Linked DNA regions of Pan troglodytes: region 2 is linked to region 1. A link is a contact called in public Hi-C data. All regions are on one chromosome and are shown on one strand. The core of a region is the stretch at or near the end of the contact, and the rest is flanking DNA. Distances in the headings are between cores, read along the strand shown.

The links. Hi-C and Micro-C count contacts between places; a contact is called where the count stands out from the background.
Region 2: a Hi-C map of induced pluripotent stem cells shows a contact between it and region 1, with 2.7 times the contacts expected there. The contact joins the enhancer-like site here to the promoter of LOC100611124 in region 1. A contact is called at or near these places in 3 of 7 Hi-C or Micro-C datasets (blood, induced pluripotent stem cells and stem cell-derived neural progenitor cells).

Annotation. Positions count from the first base shown.
Region 1 is chr2:137,165,638-137,170,541 of NHGRI_mPanTro3-v2.0_pri, reverse strand. It overlaps LOC100611124, which reads left to right and starts at 1,532. Exons shown (of 2, transcript XM_063806245.1): 1 at 1,532-1,764; 2 at 1,766-2,212. The coding sequence starts at 1,624. The coding sequence ends at 2,122.
Region 2 is chr2:137,450,954-137,455,672 of NHGRI_mPanTro3-v2.0_pri, reverse strand. It overlaps RYK (receptor like tyrosine kinase), which reads left to right. Exons shown (of 18, transcript XR_008547108.2): 3 at 3,767-3,866. Among named protein-coding and RNA genes, the nearest start is that of RYK, 38 kb to the left of the region's middle. Within about 2 kb of position 1,807, at least 3 of the 24 cell types and tissues checked have an H3K27ac peak or open chromatin away from gene starts, as enhancers often do. A contact at or near this core is called in induced pluripotent stem cells, where this site is marked.

The DNA of each region.
Region 1 (4,904 bases), core at 283-2,782:
AATTGATACTAAAATATTATATTGCAGCAAATCCAGAAGAAATACATCCTATCTTTCGCAACCACAGGAAGTAAATACCTGGAAGAAAGGTCCATCTCCTGCCAGTAGCACCAGATACCAGATTCATTATAACCTTTCATCAGAGATTAAATATGGAAACAGATCCTGGAAAAGCCCTTGGCAAATCATAAATGAGTGGAAGTTTTTCTCCATGGCATACCCTGGCCATTCCTCCACTCTCCCAGCCACATCATGTCTCCAGCCCTGCTACAACTTGACAGCAATAATAATAACTAAAATGTGCACAGATCTTTACAGTTTACCAAGCCATTAACCCATTTAAAACACTTCTTTAATCAGTAAATCAGTGGGGAAAGGCTTGGCTATGCTGTGGTAACAGACCTCTCGAATCTTAGTCACTTGACACAACAAAAGATGATATCTCGCTCACAGAACCTGTGGTGATCTGGGTGACTCTCAGGTCGGTGGCTCAGTAGTGCCCCTCTGCCTGCTCAGGGCCTGGAGGATTGGCCTGAGAGCCCCCCCAACCAGTGTCTCAGTAACTCAGACTGTTTGGAACCTGAGGTACCTCCATTTCATTATAAGCTGCCATGATGGATGGGGCAGGGGAAGAAAGTCCTGGAAGATCCTGCACTGCTAAGCAATGCTTTGTCCCAAAGTAACGCTCTTCACTCTGCTCCCAGCCTAGCTGCCGCAAGAGCGGAACAGAATATTCTGTGTGCTCAGGAGAAGAAAAGAGCAGATATGGTTGAGCACTACTGTGCTCTACTGTGGGTAGTGAACCTAGGTGGACACAGTTGCTCACCGGGACACTTAAACCAGCTTTGCGGGGCTGTCGGGGTCGGGAAGCACAGTCTGGAAAGATTTCCCAATGGAGGAAGCACCAATTGTGGGTCCCTGAAGCTGAGGGGATGATGCCCAGGCAAGGCCGAGGCAGTCTGCAGAGGGCTGGGGAGGTGGGAAAGACGATTTTGCTCAGAGGAGGCAGAGATGGGGTGGTGGCTGAGAGAGATGCAGGGTCAAGGAAAGGATGGCTTCAGAGGGGAGAGATTTCCTGGGGCAAAAGGCCACAGGATGGGGAGGCTGCGGGGTCCAAGAGGACAGCCGATGGAGCGAGACCCTGCAGGCAAGGAGGAGATGGGGTGACTCTCATGGCAGAATCGCACCAGAGTTCCCACAGCCCTGTGCGGCCACTATGACTAGTCCCATCCTGTACATGGAGAAAACGAGGCTCCTTCCAGTTGTCCCTCACGCCTCCCTTGATTTATGTACTACCTGATGTGTATAAGGACAGGTGGTGACAAACACATGGTCCCTACCCTTCAAGGACATATAATCCAGAGCTAGGACAAGACCTTAACACAGGGCAAAGTACTATGCTCTGAGTTCATTTGATGAGCGATGGGAGAACGGGCTTGATCCTAGCCATGCGGGAGAGACTGGAATTCAAGAGAGTCAAATGTGCTGGGAAAGACTTTCTGGGCAAAAGGAATAAGCAAAGGTGTGCAAAGGTAAGGAAGCAGGAAACCTTTGCACATCTTGAGAACTCGCCGGCCAGAGGCCTGTGAAGGAGCGCAGTGGTCAGGCAGGAGAGGCAGTCGGATGCAGGCTGAGACCATCCTGAAGGGTCTTGAGGCTGGCTTACCCCAGGCTGTGAGTAGTGGGCTCAGCCTAGTCCCGGCTCCTGGGTTAGTGCTCACGTGTCTCTCTGCCCACTCAGGGCCTGGAGGAATGGCCTTAGAGCCCCCCACCAACCAGGCTCAGGAAGGCATTCCTAGCTCAGAGTACCCTCCTGGAGTCTACACTGGAAGGGGCTCCTGAGTGGGCCGCGCCACACCCCGAGGAGCAGAGGCGCAGTCCTCCCGCGTGCTCCCAGCACACTCCACCCCTACCCAGCACACCCATGGGGCCCCCACCTTGCTCACCTGGGGGGAACCACCCACTCTGCGCCCTCTCAGGGAGAGGTGGTGGCCGCTGCTCTATCCCCTCCCTCTCTTCCTCTTCCACCTTCTCTCTCTTCTCATCTGGGTGCTGGAACCCAAGCGTGAAACTGAGAGTCAGAAAGTCTCAGTCTCAAGGCAGAGCGGGGCAACTAATTTAAAACGGCTTCTACTCCGGCCCCCAGTGTGACTAATCTCCTCCTCTTCGCTCCACAGGTCTATAAATGGGCCACAGTAGGCACCCCTTTTTAAATCTGTAAAATCCCCAAATCCATTAAAAGTGACTTCAGAGGTCCCAGATAGGGACCAACATTTGTTTAAACCTTTTCCTCATTACATCTCATGACCGCCAGCTTACAAAAGAGAGACTGGGGGTTCTGGATGAGACGTATGCAATCCCTGAGTCCACCTCGGAAAGGACAGAGGCAGGTGTCACACCGTTCCTCTTTGACCCGAATCGCTTGAATCCCAGAGTTTCAACAGCTCAGGTGGGTTGAAGGCTCAGAATGTACCAGACATCCGAAGCGCTTTACATACATTTGCTCCTTGAATCTTCACGACAGCCCTGTGAGATGCAATAATCATGCCATTCCACAGACGAGGAAACGGGCCCAGGGGACTGCGGTCTCGGCTCCTTTCCTCTGGCTTTCTCAGAAAAGGCGCGGAGGCCCCCGCCGGGTGGGCGAGGCGGGGTGGGCGGCCCCTTGCGCCCTGGAGTCGCATTCCGCCACCAGGGGGCGCCGCCCCTCCGCCGCGGCCCGGGGAAGCCACCCGCGGAGGCGCCACGCCCAGCCCGCCCACGGGACGCCCCCGCGGCCCCACAGCCAGCCGGGAGGGACTCCACCACCCGGCTCAGCGCGCCTCGGACAGCCCGCTTCCCCGCCGGGGCGCCCTCGGGCCTGCGGGGCTCCCCGCGCCCACCGCACGCACGCACGCCTCCCCCTACTCGGAGGGCCCGGGAGCTGAGCCCACCGGCGCCTGCTCACGGGACACAGCCTCGAGAAAACTTCCTCTCTGCCTCCCCGCGATAAAGCACCGTTTCCTCTATTTATATTTTCTGCACGGAAGTGTATTAAACACGTTAGAGAACAAGAGGAGTAGAGAGTAAGGTGCCACGAGGCACCGAGAGGGCCCGCGGGAACACACGGCTTCCTCAGGCTCTCTGACCGGCCGTGGGCAGGGTGGTCCCCGGCCGCATTGTGGGGCCATTCGCACCCAGAAGCTGTCAGCCTCCCCACTGCGTCACTGGCACCATCTGGGAAACATTATTCAGCCACTGCAGGGGGCTAGGTAGCCTCTGCTTCCTCCTTCCAATTCCCAAAACCTTCACCACAGCATCTCCTGGGGCCTGGCCCTGAGATAGGCGTGCATGTCGGAAAGAAACTGTTGTCAGCATTCCAGGCACTGTCCACCCCGGGAAAGGGGCAGGTACCCATCCCGTCACAGACTCAGGTACCAGGGCAAACCGGGCACCAGGCCTATAGAGGTGAACAAGACAAACAGAAGGCAGACAGACAACCAAGAAAGCATCCAAACTGTGGCTGCAATTGGCTGATCAATTACAGGTGCAATAGTGCCATGAAGGAGAAGTGCAAACAGACGGACAGATGCCTGCATGGAAATGCAGGGGGAAGCCGGTGTATGTGGTGGATTAACAAAGGTGAAAGAGGCCCGTTCCCTAGGGATTGGAGATCTGGAGCAGAGATGAGCTCTAACTGTGCCTTGAAGGATAGGGTAAGTTTGTTGACAGGGGCCTTAGAGAAGGTGTTCTGGGCGGAGGGGACTGCAGGAGTGAAGACTCAGAGATGAGAAAACTGGACCATGTTTGCCTGGAGGGCAGGGTGTAAGTAGCGCCCCCAGTTGCAAGGTGCCTCAGGCAGAGCGTGGTGAGCGGTGGATTCTAGAGGGAGAGAGTGTATCATGTACATCTCCTTTAGTAACTAACAGGGTGCTGCTGGTGGATGATGGGGCGTCGCTGACAGAATTTTAACAGAGGCAAGATGCAACCAGATTTCAGGGTGTAAAAGGCCACTGGGGCTACATGTGTACTTGGAAGAGGGAACCTGGCTGGCAAAGGTCCTTAGGAGGGAGGCCTACTTGTCATTATGGCCACTGGGATACTAGAGTAGGAGACGTCAGAGCCGAGGGCAGGACCAGCAAGCAGCAGGAGCATCCCAGGCACCCACAGGCTCCTGGCAGCCAGGATGAACCAGCGCAGAATGCAGGGTTAGCAAAAGGCCATGCGGGAGCCCATCCCAGCACCAGAATTTGCCTTGTTATAAAACAGGCATTGGAAACTGGCTGAGCCTGGGCCCAGCACAAGAGTTCTAGTTGGCCTACAAGATATTTGCATGTCTTTAAGTTAGCTCCAAACACTGGGAGAGTTTGACTGGGGTTTTCTCTTGAAAAACCCTGGTGCAGCATTCCAGCCCAAAAACAATGGATTGGAGCTGAGTAGAGGGCAGTCCTTCAGATGGACCCTGTCCTCTCAGGGTGGCTGCGGTTCCCACATCATCTGCCTGGCCCTTGTAGGTATTTAAAACTTACACACACACACACACACACACACACTCAAAAGAGTCAAGTTAAAACACCAGAAATCCAGGTGGATGTTGGAAAAGACGAGCCCAGAAGGAAAGAAAGGCTGTTTGAGAAATAATGACCAGGGAAGACTGGCCGTGCTTGAGGATGGATGGCAAGAAGATGTGAGGAACAAGTGGTGATCGCCAGGTGACTGCTTGTGGCCTGCTAGAGAATCAAATCCAACATTGAGCTCCTCGTCCTCCCCAAACCTCCTTTCACTGACTTTCCTGTCTCAGTTAATGGCATTCCAACCTTAGCTGATTAGACCAAAAACTTGGAGACAATAGAAAATAAGCTTTAAAAAGACTTTTTAAAATCTGCTTTACTGACATATAGTTTATGAACAACGAAAAGCATTAA
Region 2 (4,719 bases), core at 558-3,057, 280 kb before region 1:
TCAAATCTCCTCCTCAGCCCTTTGCACCTCTCCCTGTGCCCTCATTGGCCAGCTACACTCACAGCCTCATTTCCTTCCCTTCTCTCCTCCTTTTCACCTTGCCACACTGAGATGCTCAGGTGCCAGTCTTAGCTGCTTTTTTAACTGCAGTTAGGGCCCTGGACCCCTTTGCCAGACCCTCTCTGCTTACTTTTGGGTTCTGGTCTCCGGTCTGCTCCTTCTCTCCTTGTGATAACTGAGACCTAGAATAAAGGAGACAGCAAGTTTCTGGGGAAATAGTAAGTGTGGCTTTGAATTTGTTAAGTTGGAAGGCTGTAGGATAATTAGGTAGAATTGCCTAGTAGGTAATTGGACACTTGAGAGGGATTGAAGGTAAGAGAGAGTGAGAGAAATTGACGATTAAGATATCCCATCAGTGGTGAAATGGGCTAGAACCCTAGTGTACTAGGATTGAAGGATTTACATTTGGAGAGGAAAGTGGACCTTTCCTTGGGACTAGAATGAAAAGAATAGATGCTCTAATAGATCTGCCGGGGTGTTGAAAAGAAAGGCAGAAATGGGGTTCCTCTGTACTAGTGGAAAGGGACAAAAACATTGAGTGTGAGGAGGTGGGGAAGGCCTGTAAGGTTGGAATAACACGAGGGAAAAGAGGGTCAGTGAGGAAGGGATTGCTGAGTAGAACTAAGGGTCTCCCCTGAGACTGGAGGTCATTGTTGTGTAAGAGCTCCTTTTCTGTAGGATGGATTTCCTTCAGCAGTGCTGAGCAGCAGGAGTAGAGTAAGAAGGGGTGGTCAGGATGCTAGAGCTGCCCTTTGAGGGTTTGGAAGGAGTCAACCAGCTGAAGGTGCCAATATGACTGTCAGTAATGTTGCCTTCTTTAGGGCTTGGGCTGTGGAGAACATGAAACTAGGTGTTCACGGCTATACTGGAGAGAAGGGAAGTGGCTTTAACTGGCTGCTGCATCCTGCTATGAACACAGCCCCTGGCTCATAAATGTGCCTCATAAATGTTGGCTGACTTGGAGTGATGGAATCAGAGAACTAGTTTTGTAGGAATCAGAGGTGGTGATGGGATCTTTGATAGAATGGCATTTTTGCATTTGTTTTGGTAGTGAAGTAATTCTTTAGCGTGTCAGGATATTGAATACTGAATATTGAAGCCAGGGAGAACATGGCAGGAGACCAAGGCCTCTGCAAGTCCTGTGTGGCTTATTGGTGTTGATGGCATGAGAAGTAGCCATTATGAGTAGAAGCTGTGAGCGTCGGCCGGGTGCGGTGGCTCACACCTGTAATCTCAGCAATGTGGGAGGCCAAGACAGGTGGATCACTTGGGGCCAGGAGTTCGAGACCATCCTGGCCAACATGGTGAAATCTCGTCTCTACTAAAAATACAAAAATTAGCTGGGCATAGTGGCGTGTGCCTGTAGTCCCACCAGCTACTCGGGAGGCTGAGGCAGGAGAATTGCTTGAACCCAGGAGGTGGAGGTTGCAGCGAGCCGATATCACGCCACTGCACTCCAGCCTGGGTGACAGAGTGAGACTCGGTCTCAAAAAAAGAAGTTATAAACTTCAAAGTAGAGGGGATTTGCATGAGGGCATGAGGAAGGGATGTCTGGGAAGGACCTAGTGATCCTAAAGAGTGCCGACCCTACTGTCTAGGCCCTGAGGGTCAGGTGTTGTAGGAACTGAATGATAGGAAGGGGAACAGATGACTTCTGAGGAAAGCCAGGTTGTGGGAGAAGGTGGGAAGACATTTGTGAAGAGGCAGAGAGTGTAGGAGGCTGTTCTGAATAGGGAGGTTCTCAGAATGGGGAAAAAACAGAAGGCCTGCAACAGTGTTCTTGACAGACCCAGGAGGGTTTGTGTCAGAATCCCTGGGGCCAGCAGTGGGCTGATGATTATGGAGAAGTGCAGCATGGCAATAAGGTAGCTGTTCTGGAATGACTGCTGATGCTGCTGATGTCAGAGGAGACTTGTGCCAGGCTAACAGTATGTATTGCATTAATGATCTTATTTGATCCTCATAACATGTATTACCCTTATTTTACAAAATATGGAAACTCAGAGAAGTTACTAATTTACCTAAGAGTCACATGGTCTCATGGTTCCAAACCCAGTTCTTGCTGGCGGTGCTGATTTCTTTTGTGCACCTACCCTTCATGTATGGTCCTGTTCAGAGATAGCATCGGTGTAGGGATGTATAATGCATTCTTTGATGTATTGCTGGAAAGCTTGCTCATTCCCTGCCCAAACTTGCTTGGCTGTGGCTCTCTAGCACCCCCTGGTGGCAGCAATGGTATTGTGATATGCTAAGGTGAATGTGAACACTTCCTAGCCAAGGTACCTCGAAGTCACTGATGTGCTGCAGCAAGAACATTTCCTTTGTTGGGAATGTGGCACTTATCAAACACAGCCTTTAACAGTTGTTTATGTACCTATCTTAACTGCAAAGGAAGAGTTTAATGTTTGCATACCCCTACAGTGTTTAGCTAAGACACTTTAAATAGAGTGTGAAAGGAGAAACCCCAAGGGGAATCAAATTCTGGACTGAGCCCTTCTTATTCATGGGTAACAATGCCTTCCACCTTAGCCCAAGCATAAGGGCCATCCCTTCCCTTATATCTGGGATGATACTCTTTCCCTCTTTTCTTTCATCTTTATTATGTACCATTTCATTAGCTTTTTTCACTAGCATATATACATATTTGAATATCTCATCTAAAAACAAAGAAAGAAAAGCTTTGGAACACCCCCCACTTCACCATCTGTCTCCCATTCTTCTAGTTAAGTTTCTTGAAGAATGGTTTATCGAACATCTTTCTTCTCACTCTTTTCCCAACCTGCTGCCTCGTGGCTCTGCAAATCTCAGTCTGCCACCAATGATACCTTTTGTGACCACTGAATGAGAGAGGGATACCATAGTTATCAAGAACCTGTGGGCAGGGCAGAGAGTGATGTGAACTGTAGGGCTTCATTGAAAGTCTTGATGCTGGCAGCCATTCTGAATTTCAGCTATTGCTTTGCAGTTTGAGCTGCTTCTTTCATGAACTCTCCATAGCAACAGAGCCTTAATTATTGATGCTGATTGGTTCTGTTAAGCCACATTGGGTAGGCCAAGTATTGATAGATAACATTGGTGTTTTAGAGACATCTCATGGGTTGCCTGTCTTCCCTTCTGGATTCTGAATCACTTGAGAAGTAGATCCAGAGGTCAAATGGGGATCTAAACATGAACTTTCTTTTTGGTGAGAGCAAGACTAGAGGATGTGACTTAGATATTCTATGAGAAATCTACCTTGGAATCTGCTTATTGTGTGAGTGGGTCTGCAGAGCAGACCTTCCTCCACCAGCCACAAGGAGGCCCTCCGAGCTTGGCTTTCATTTTTCAGCCAGAGAAGGCATTGGTAGCTATTTATGGTCTGTCAGTTACATATCTCACCGCTTTGGTTCTTCATATCTGGCTCTCCATGGCCTCTCTGTCAGTGCTGCATAGTTCTCAGCAGGATTTCTGACCCTAGATGGCAGGTTTTATGGAAGAGTGGTGGTCCTGTTGTGGACTTAAAATAGAGGGTGGCTTACTTGGTTGAATTTTTATCCAATTGAAAATTCTTAGGACTGTTTCTGACAATTTGCATTTTTTTATAGCTAGATTATTTGTACATATGAAAGGCTCATCCATTGATTAATGAGCCAATTAATGAAGTCAAGCTGATAGTTTCCTTCTTGTTATCACAGGTCCATTTTGTTTATTTTTGTCTATTTTACAGGTTGAATATAAGCTGGGATTCCAAGTGGACAATGTTTTGGCAATGGACATGCCCCAGGTCAACATTTCTGTTCAGGGGGAAGTTCCACGCACTTTATCAGGTAAGTAAGAGTCTTCAAAGACAAAGTTAACATACTTTTTCAACTGCATCCCCTATGGCCCCAAAACAGAAGTTTACTGATGTGTAGTGTGTATTACTTGATAGGCATAAGATGTATGAGTACTGTGAAAAGTAATTTTTGTAAATATTTGCACTGTGTTCTTAAACCATTCTCTCTTTTCTGTCCTTCTGGAACTCTCTGTGCTCCGCCCTCCCTGTCTCCTTTTCTGCATTGCTGGTACTTACCTCCACATGAGTCCCTGTGCCTGATCTTGTTTCGCTTTGATTAGGCACCACATTTCACCCTGTGGCCCAGATGATCTTTGCACGGTCATATTTGACCCTGTGACGTGAAGCCCATCAGTGCTCTCCACTCCCATCAACTGAACATTCCAGACTCACCACCTTGTGTCCTGGATCCTTTACCATCTGCCCCTGCCTGCCTGTCTAGCCTTGTTGCTGCACTTGCCCCAGAGTTGTAGCAGTTCCAGACTACATGCAGTTCTGATCTTCAAGCCTTTGCATGTGCTGGTCTCAGTATTTGGGATCATCTTTTCCTCTTTCTGCTCGTGAACTCCTTTCTATTCATCCTACTCATTCTGCAAGACTCAAGATCTGCACTGTCTTTTTCCTGCCACCTTCTCTTCTTTCATTTGTTAACTTCTATTCTTCCTACCCCTTAGAACCTTATATTTAACTGTTTTTGCACTGATTACATTATCTAGCAATTCCCTTGATGCATAGCATAGAGTATGATGCAGGATAGGCACTCAGTACAGTCTGAGTAAATGAATAAGTGTATTATTTACACCAATTTAACTGCTTTTGAGCTAACTTCTTAGGCTCTTGAAGTT